3 separate regions of the Mus musculus genome follow, and all the other regions are linked to region 1. Evidence: chromatin contacts called from public Hi-C data. All regions are on one chromosome and are shown on one strand. Each heading gives the region's core, a stretch centred on a gene start, on an enhancer-like site or on the middle of the called end of the contact. The rest is flanking DNA. Distances are from core to core; before and after follow the strand shown. Region 1 overlaps Vps13b (vacuolar protein sorting 13B). Region 2 overlaps Vps13b (vacuolar protein sorting 13B). Region 3 overlaps Vps13b (vacuolar protein sorting 13B).

What was found. Hi-C and Micro-C count contacts between places; a contact is called where the count stands out from the background.
Region 2: a Hi-C map of uterus shows a contact between it and region 1. The contact joins two enhancer-like sites. A contact is called at or near these places in 13 of 39 promoter capture datasets (the 3T3-L1 cell line, 3T3-L1-derived adipocytes, the HPC-7 cell line and 8 more), 9 of 484 Hi-C or Micro-C datasets (the HL-1 cell line, embryonic fibroblasts, large pre-B cells and 3 more) and 1 of 115 datasets of contacts at active chromatin or transcription factors (kidney).
Region 3: a Hi-C map of uterus shows a contact between it and region 1. The contact joins two enhancer-like sites. A contact is called at or near these places in 4 of 484 Hi-C or Micro-C datasets (Th1 cells, cranial neural crest and uterus) and 2 of 115 datasets of contacts at active chromatin or transcription factors (embryonic stem cells and fibro-adipogenic progenitors).

The regions. Positions count from the first base shown.
Region 1 is chr15:35,916,039-35,919,035 of GRCm38.p6, reverse strand. Vps13b (vacuolar protein sorting 13B) reads right to left here. Exons shown (of 62, transcript NM_177151.4): 58 at 1,819-1,989. Among named protein-coding and RNA genes, the nearest start is that of Cox6c, 21 kb to the left of the region's middle. Within about 2 kb of position 1,450, at least 55 of the 459 cell types and tissues checked have an H3K27ac peak or open chromatin away from gene starts, as enhancers often do. A contact at or near this core is called in uterus, where this site is marked.
Region 2 is chr15:35,672,474-35,675,470 of GRCm38.p6, reverse strand. Vps13b (vacuolar protein sorting 13B) reads right to left here. Exons shown (of 62, transcript NM_177151.4): 33 at 519-662. Among named protein-coding and RNA genes, the nearest start is that of Mir875, 13 kb to the right of the region's middle. Within about 2 kb of position 1,435, at least 2 of the 459 cell types and tissues checked have an H3K27ac peak or open chromatin away from gene starts, as enhancers often do. A contact at or near this core is called in uterus, where this site is marked.
Region 3 is chr15:35,739,730-35,742,726 of GRCm38.p6, reverse strand. All of the region lies in intron 34 of Vps13b (vacuolar protein sorting 13B), which reads right to left. Among named protein-coding and RNA genes, the nearest start is that of Mir875, 80 kb to the right of the region's middle. Within about 2 kb of position 1,591, at least 2 of the 459 cell types and tissues checked have an H3K27ac peak or open chromatin away from gene starts, as enhancers often do. A contact at or near this core is called in uterus, where this site is marked.

The DNA of each region.
Region 1 (2,997 bases), core at 201-2,700:
CATCACGAAAGCTTTCTACCAGAGGAAGTTAGACAGTGGCCAGAGCTTTTCCTTCTGGGAAGAGTATGGAATCTTGGGGCCAAAAGGGAGTCAGGACAAGGATGGAGACAGCCTGTGACAGTCAGCTCAGATCTCTTAGATAGGTGAAGAAAGCAATCATTTCCAAAGGAAAGGACATTTAAGGCAACAATTTTAGCTTAAAATAATCCAAAGTCTCCAAATAACAAGCTTGTGCCCCCCAAGATAACTTTATTATTATTGATAACTACTTCTGGACAGAGTATCTTCATTGGACTAAACTTCCCCAAGAATGTGCCTGTGGTTGCTCAAATGCTACTCTTGAGTCAGGACAATGTTTAGTCTCTATGATTGCAGAATATAGCACTAATTAGTTTCGACTCTGTGTGTGCCCTGTGGCCCCTACCTGTTCATTGTTTCTAACAACTGTATTATCAGCTCCAGTTTATAAACAAATCCAGGATTAAAGAAGTTAAACACTTACCTAAGGTCACAAAGAATGGACTTGGGAAAAAAAAGAAAGAAAAACACCGAGCGTGGTGGCGCACACCTTTAATCCCAGCACTCGGGAGGCAGAGGCAGGTGGATCTCTGAGTTCGAGGCCAGCCTGGTCTACAAAGTGAGTTCCAGGGCAGCCAGGGCTACACAGAGAAACCCTGTCTCAAAAAACAAAAACAACAACAACAACAACAAAAAACAAACAAAGAAAGGACTTGGATAACCTATCTTGGAGTCCAGGGCCCTGAGGGACACAGTCTACCCACTGCCACACCGTCCTCCCCAAAGCAAGCAAGGGGACTGCTGGTTTACCTACTGGCCCCACTTTCCACTCATTATCAAATGACATACCCCACACCACAAACTGTTAGTGCTTAACTAGTCTCTGGCAAGTCAACCTGCACTTGTAACATTGTACCACTTCCTCCCACAGAGAAGTTCCTCTGTGCTGGTGAGGCTCTGCACTGCACAGACACCAGAACAAGGGAGGAGGAAACCTTTCAGGCTCATCTCTTCCACTCTGGCCTCTACACTTCCACGGTCACTTTGATCTCTACACTACATACTCCCTCAGATGCTAGAAAGGCAGGGTGCCAAGCAGTATAGTTTTAAATTCCTTTGAAAGCAAATAAACAAAAACACCCTTGAAAAATCCTGCTCTGTAAATTTCTAACTCTGAAGTTTTCTTTTTATAGATTTTCCCAAAGCAACTTATTTTCAAACACTTGATCCTTTGCAATACCCATGGAAATCTTCCCCTCTAACTATACCACCGGGCTGCTTGACAAACAATAATTGCTTGGAGATGGGCTGATCTGAAATAAAGAAATCCAAGGGGGTGGGGGAAGGAAGCTGGCTCCTGACTACAGTTTACACAGCACGTGCACACTGCTCAAGTGCTGCTCAAACAAAGCAAGCAGCCATGCTAAGGGGAAGTAGATGCTTTCCCAAGGTTGCTGGGAACTCACTTCTCAAAGTGCTTAGGGGTGTCCTGTGCCCTCGTCCTTTGCTTTGGAGATTGTATACCAAGACCCATGTTAAGTAGGGAAGATGGAGCACAGGTATTGTGTCTGGTAATCTCCTCCCCAGGCAGTCCTGAGGTAGCCCTGCTAAGGAGCAGCACCACACTGTAGAACTGCTCCTGCCCTAGTGCTCCTCAGATGCACTGCCAGGGACTGTTCCTTCATAGCTCAGTTCTATTTATGAAAGGTCGCGAACTCCACAACCACTCCCACGAGAAGCCACGTGGCCATCCCTGGAGCTTCCAAAGCTGAATGCAGACAGGAGTATCGAGTCTCTTACCGAGCAGGCTGATGCCCAGTCTGGACAGGCCCTGTCGCAGTCCTTCACCTAGGCTCTCAGGGAGCTGCCGCCGCCACTCCTCCTGCCGGTTGTAGTGCTCCTCGTCCAGCGAGAGCCGGCCCATATTCCGGGCCAGGCTGGTGGCCAAGTTGGTGATGGATGTCAAGGCACCTGCGGGCACAAGAGCATGGGCTGGTTCCCTTCAGGTGGCAGCCAGGGTTTGTGAGGTGGGATGAGAAGACATGCCAGCAGCACTGAGTGGCTAAGACCTTTGCACCTTGCCAATAATTTCTCAAGACTTGGGGGAAAGATTTTTGAAGTCCTCTATGGATCCAGTTTTAAGAGATTAAAGTCCGACCGCTGACTACATGCCTAGCCTACCTATGTTTCTGAGCTCATTTTACAGGTTATGTTTAAGGTTATACTCCTTAGTCCCAGGTAGATTGTCAAGAAATGTTTCCACTTTACAACTTGTGAATTCACTGTTCCCTTTTCTTCCTCTGGTCTCTTTTTTGTTTGTTTTTTCAAGACAGGGTTTCTCTGTATAGTCCTGGCTGTCCTGGAACTCACTTTGTAGACCAGGCTGGCCTTGAACTCAGAAATCCGCCTGCCTCTGCCTCCCAAGTACTGAGATTAAAGGCGTGTGTCACCACGCCCGGCCCTCCTCTGCTCTCTTATACAGGCTTACATCAGCTTTGAACTTGTGATCTTCCTCAGCAAGCGTGACCGCACCTGGTCATGACTTCAGTCTTAATAAAGGGAGAAAGTAAACTCTATCACTTGGTATTCTGAGGGAAAAACCCTATTTGCTATAGAAGATTTATGAAGTTTTGGTAATCTGGACATTGACTGATAGAAAAGTCAACAAAGGAACCCAGGCAATGATTCTGTTTGGTTTTCCTAAAAAAAGACAACTTCCCATGCTCCAACAGTCCCAACTGCTCCAGCAAGTACATATGGATCTCAGCAGCAAAACCAGAAGACACCAATAGAGAAGAAATGGCAGGTCCCACTTCTGAAGCTATCATTTTTACCTGTGGTCTGAACACATAAGATACCCAGACACACTCAGACAGATGAACACACAGACTTGAACACATAGACACACATACAGACATGAATCACAGACACACACAGATGTATGAACACAGACACACACAGACATATAAACACAGAGAC
Region 2 (2,997 bases), core at 186-2,685, 240 kb after region 1:
CTTTCTGGTGAAAAATCTAACAAGTACACTCCAGCTCAGCTGTGAGCATGTGATTCTGTGTGAGGCATTTTGAGCCTTCCAACAAGTCAACTTGAGAACAAAACTGAAATTCCAAGCAGGCATTCAACCTATGATCAAGGCCATTGACCACCAAACACAGTGAATGCTTTCGGTATTATTCCTTGAGGATGCTACTACAGAATGCTAACAAAGTTAAAGGCCCTATCATGGGAAATAACTAAGTAATTGACAATGACACCAGGGTTCTCACAGCTCACTTTAGAAACAAACTCTTATTCCTAACATTTTCTTAAGTCAGTCTACAGTGATTTATTGAAGTTGCATGATAAGAGGAAAAGAGACTATACAAATTAAAAACATAAGACATCAATCTAAAACAGTTTATGGACATATTTTGGAAAAAGTTAATGCAGGCTAGTTAACAGAAAGCGTTTAGTTAAGTGTCCTTTATAAAGTTTGTAAAAACGCAATAAGAATAGACATCAGGTAATAGTTACCTCTGTAGCCTTGGTTGATGGCTCCAATCCAGTCATATTTGCTACTATTAACTGATGTAAGAGTTGAACCTGAGCCACACTTAGGAAGAAGTCCAGGTTTGTGGTTATGTTCACTTCCAAGGAATGGCCACACACTAAAATCTCCTAAAGAGGGGATGGGGCAGGGGGAATAGGATTAATAGAAAATTTAAAAACAATAGTCCTCAGATAGTTTATCATTGTTATTGGATGCTTACTACTTCCTAACTCTCCAGGGACTCAAGTACACGTATTAATGAGAAAAGCAAACCTCCCAAGCACAGCTGCAAACAGAGCTCAGTGGTGAATTCTCTACTAGGCTGTGTGCAAGATAGGTGTCAAGGAATAATAGGAAAGATTCCCCTTTTCAGATCCATTTGTTTTTATTTTCATACTTTGAACTACTGGTATTGTTTTATATGTAATTAGTGATATAATTTCGCAGGAAATGTACTAACAGCTACTGAGAATCTCTTATACAGCAAGCCCTACAGCAGAGTTCTGGGAACCCATCAGGAATACCTCGCTCTCCAAGATTACAGTGGCCTTCAAGGCCAACATCTGAAAACAGGATGCTAAAGGTAGGCAGTTAAAATTAGAAACACCATAATATAAACATTAGTCAAAGTCTACAATAAGTGATTTATAACAAAGTAAAAGGCTGAAGCAAAAGATATCGACACTAATTTCTCTTCTTTGCCAGAACCTTGGCAGCAAGAGGCAGATGTCGGTCACTTAATGGGAACTGTTCTTCATAACTGTGTCACTTGAACATTTACCACTAGAAATCACTGAGAGGAGGTGAACAAAAGAAAAAATGACACAGAGCTTCAGTTAATGAGCACAAATCCTGCCTCATACGGACAGTGTTCAAACGCCTCCAATTCCTCCTTACTCGTGTCATAAAAGAACAGACGTAAGGGTACTGTAGCTGGCCCAAATACGCACCAGACAGTTCAGAGCTGCTTTTAACAAAGCCATAAAGAACAGTATGTCTGGCATGATTATTTTTCTCATAAAATTTCTTTCACAAATTTCCTGTATTTATTATATTCATTTTATTTTCCAAGTCATGATGAAAAAGGAGAAGAAAATGATTTAGAAGTTTCTTCTCATTATAACGACTTAAAGTTATAAACATTTCTATAAAAATGATAGTTGTATTAGTGACATATGTCCTATAATTAGAGGATAAGCAATCCTAATCTAGTGCTGACCAGTATGAAAGGGAGTGGGTAGACTAAATAGCTTAAAAAGAAGTGACAAGGGTATGTTCTACTCCTGTTCCTCCTGTAAGGACCTGCTTGACAGTTTACTGTCTAGAACAGTGTGCAGGTGAACGGGAACACTTCTTCCACACAACTGAGAAAAGTACAAGGTAGCCAGCTGATAGGAAAACCAGTGAGCAAGGCAGCCAGCTGATAGGAAAACCAGTGAGCTGTAAGCCCAAGCTGTACACAGAGCATTCCATCTCCTGCTTCCTGAAAACGAGGAATTGTTACTAAAGCCTTCAAACCAAATTACCAGTTAATAAAGGTAGGAGAGAATTACATTAGCATTTTGAGATTTTATTTTCATTTCTTAACTTTGTGATGGCAAGTTCTTAAGAATGTAAGAAAGGAATATTTCTAGACAAGAAGTTCTTCATTCAAAGAGATTTTGTTTGTCTGTTTTGTTTCTTCTTGTTGTCGGTTATTTACTCATGTTTTATTTTGTGATAGTTTTGGTGGTCAAAGTCACAGCTACCCACATAGCAGGCAAGTACACTATGTGGGTACTACATGGCTAGACCCAATATTTAAATTTATTGAACCAAATATAAGAAGTTAAAACAAGAAGTTAAACAGTTTTCTAATGTGTTCATGTGAATCTTGCCTCATTTTCAGTTTGGGTGTATACCTCATAAGGTGTTGTGTAAAGTCTACACCAGTTGTGTTACTAAGAAACCAGCTATAAGACTTACTCCTTACACAACTTTTGGGGTTATAAAGAAACCAAACTAGCTCCTTCTCCTAGTCCTCCTCTCTCCTATAGGAACTTAGTCTCTTGGTGAAGACCCAGGGTCTCTTAGTTCTTCCCTGCTGCCCTTCTCAGCCTTTCTTTCCAGACCATCTCCATTCTTTGGTGACTCCTCCCATGTGACACCTGGACCTGCACCCTGCTGCAGCTGCAGGACCCCTTTACTCTCACCACTGAGGCTTCTTCTGGAAGACAGCAATCAACACAAAACCTCACAATTAGACAATGTTTAGTGAGTAAGAGACTTTGGCAAACTCATCCCCAAATGGGATGTCTTCATCAAACCCCTCCCCAGCTAAAGATTCTGGGATCTCTGAGGAACAGGAGGCGGGAAGATTCTAAGAGGTGGTGGAAGACATCAATGAAACAGCACCTTCCAACACAACAGGACTGATTCACAGGACAGAGCCTGTGACCACAGCCACAAGATGGAAAAGGGAAG
Region 3 (2,997 bases), core at 342-2,841, 180 kb after region 1:
GAAGCGTGTTTAAGATAAGCAGGCAGGTCTACACACTGTCCACCGAGACAGATGAGATAAAACAATTCTTCATTAATTGAAGTAGACAAAAGGTCACTAATATGGTAAGGGTGGGGGATGGAGGGGAAATGGCTACTCCCACATGTGGTAGATGTGACTTAACATGCAGTGCTTTTGTATAGACAGGGGAGTCCCCAAAGAATTTTTCATCCAATCTTTAAAAATCCATGCCCTTGGAATCAGATGTAACATATGTAGTTCTCTACACTTTTACAGAAACATTTAAAAACGCATAGATTAATATTCAAGGAAGGTGACTCCATGATAATCTGAAGCAATAAAAATTCAGGGAAACCCAATACCCACTTCAAGGAAAATAAAATAATTTGTGACAGCACTATAAACACTGCCCAAAACACTCTGCCACTGCTACAAACAACAGAGAATATTCCATACACCACTATAGAAAGCCTCAAAGTACACTACTCAGTTAATAAATCAGAAAAACAGGAAATAGGTTTAGTAAATAAAAATATGATCCCCCTCTCACATACATAATGCTCCCTCTCTCTCCTCTCCTCAGATGGGGTTGTAGCATGAACTATTCAAGAACTTACTAGGTAGAGCAGACTGGCCTGATCAGCCTGCCTATGCTGGGATTAGCAGCACTCACAACACTGCACATCTGGCTATTTACCCTTTATCTATTTATTTATTTATTTGGAGATAATTGATTGATTGTGAGACAAGCTTAAGCACATGCCGATACAAGGAACTATAAGTTATTCAAGGACAGTGGACAAAGTTGGATTCTTTACCAAAGAAGTTCAAAAGGTAACAGGATTAGAAAAGGAATGCTAGTTCTGAAAATGTGTCTGCATGTTTTCCAGGCTGTGAAGGTTTACTGCAGTGCCTCTAAGGGCAGAAGGTGGCGGGTCTAGCCGTCTTAAACCCTGGCAAGAAACCAGCTCTGAGCAATCTCAGAGTCCTAAGTAGGCAGGGAGATAGATGTAAGCCAACGAAGCAGAGTAAGCGCAGAGCCAGAATTAGAAATTAAAGCAACTATAAAAATCTAGGAAATCTAGCTTAGGAAGCCAGCACTTTGGCAGCTACTTCTTAACAAAACATTTGTATAACTAGGTTTAAAAGTGTTCATGGACTTATAAGGTTGGCAGAATAAGTGAACTTATAAATATCAAAAGCATGTAACTTTAGAGTTGATGGCTACTGAGTGTAGAATAGGACTCATGCTATGTCCTCTCTGAGCCTTAGCAGAAAGGTATCTGTGAATTCTTGAGCAATGTCTAACTCTAAGTCAGATCATGCTCTAAGGACTGGACGACATGATGAAGAGGATGTCTAGACATACTGAGTGCTGTTGTCAATTTAGTTTCTCCTAAGTTCTATCATCAGGACTAGACACTGAGATGTGCATTACACATTCTTCAAGGTCCACATACCTGGGAAAGCAGTCGATGAACTAAGATTAAAGGAGCTTGTAAAGATCATATAAACACAGTGACAGTCAGAGACAGCTGTTGCACAGTGGAGGCTCCCCCAGGCTGATGCATATGTAGTGAGCACTTGGTTAATCAAGTACTGGAAGCTCTCAAATGATAAACTGCTGGAGTTCATGACTGCATTTAACTCGTGTTGCTAAGCTTAAGAAAACAGGGAAAGTTGTTCTTTATGAGAAGCCATTGGTGGGAAATGAGAGAAAGGTGACTAAGTGCTCACAGGCACATGTTTACTCATGATGAGAACTCACTTCAGAGAGGGACAAACTTGTAACATTTATTTTCCTTTTGAGAAAACTTGCAATAGAAAAATCTTTATTCTATCGTTCCAAAATATCCAAAGAGAACAATTCAGAAAACCTCCTTTTAATATCTATGAAAGTCTCAAAAGCCAGCCACAGGTTAATCAGAACCCAATGTTGAACAGGAGGCTTGTCTGTGCTGGAAGATGGCTTTGCATTCCTTCAAAGAAACTCTTATTTCCTTAGTTTACTGGAAATGTTTCCACTGAAGCTGACGACAGCCATCTTGAAAAACACTGGTGTTATTTTTAATTGCTAATAGTCATGATAAATATATTTTTGGTTAATATTTGGATTGCATAAAATATGACATAAGACAATTCAAAAGAGACGTAGAAATAAATATCCAAAAGTTCTTTGAAATCTGTTACTTATAAAGAATGTGTTTGCCAAGCTCACATGAACCGCTGAATACCATTTTAAAAGCTTTATTGGTTATTCTGCTTTGTCCTCCCAGAGGATGGAAGGTTTATTTCTATCATAACACAGTTGAATTTTTACATAGGTCTTAAGAGGAAACATGTTTCTTTTTGCCACAGATCTTGGTGTTGTTTCCTCCTTTGAGAATGACATGGCATTGAACAGATGATGAGTACTGTACATAGGCACTTTGAAATGCTACTCATCAGAGATGAAAACTTAACACTTCTATCCACCCACCCACCCACCTACTTCTTACTTACTTACTTTTTTCTCTCTATTTTTTTATTAGATATTTTCTTTTTGTTGTTGTTTTGTTTTATTTTGTTTTTCTGGTTTTTAGAGACAGGGTTTCTCTGTGTAGCTCTGGCTGTCCTAGAACTCACTCTGTAGACCAGACTGGCCTCGAACTCAGAAATCCACCTGCCTCTGCCTCCCAAGTGCTGGGATTAAAGATGCCCAGCTTATTTTCTTTATTTACATTTCAAATGTTATCTCCCTTTCCTGGTTTCTCCTCTGAAAACTCCTATCTCTTCCTCTCTCCCCCAACTTACCAACCCACCTACTCTCACTTCTTTATTTGTGTGCATGCATGCCTATGGATGCTGAAAGAAGGCACTGGACCTCACAGAGCTGTAGTTACAGCTGTCTAATGTGGGTGCTGGAAACAGAACCCTGGCCCTCTGAAAGAGCATCAAGCACTTTAGATGGATCATCCCCTTAATCACTTTATGAGTAATGAATTTTGAATTTTAAAA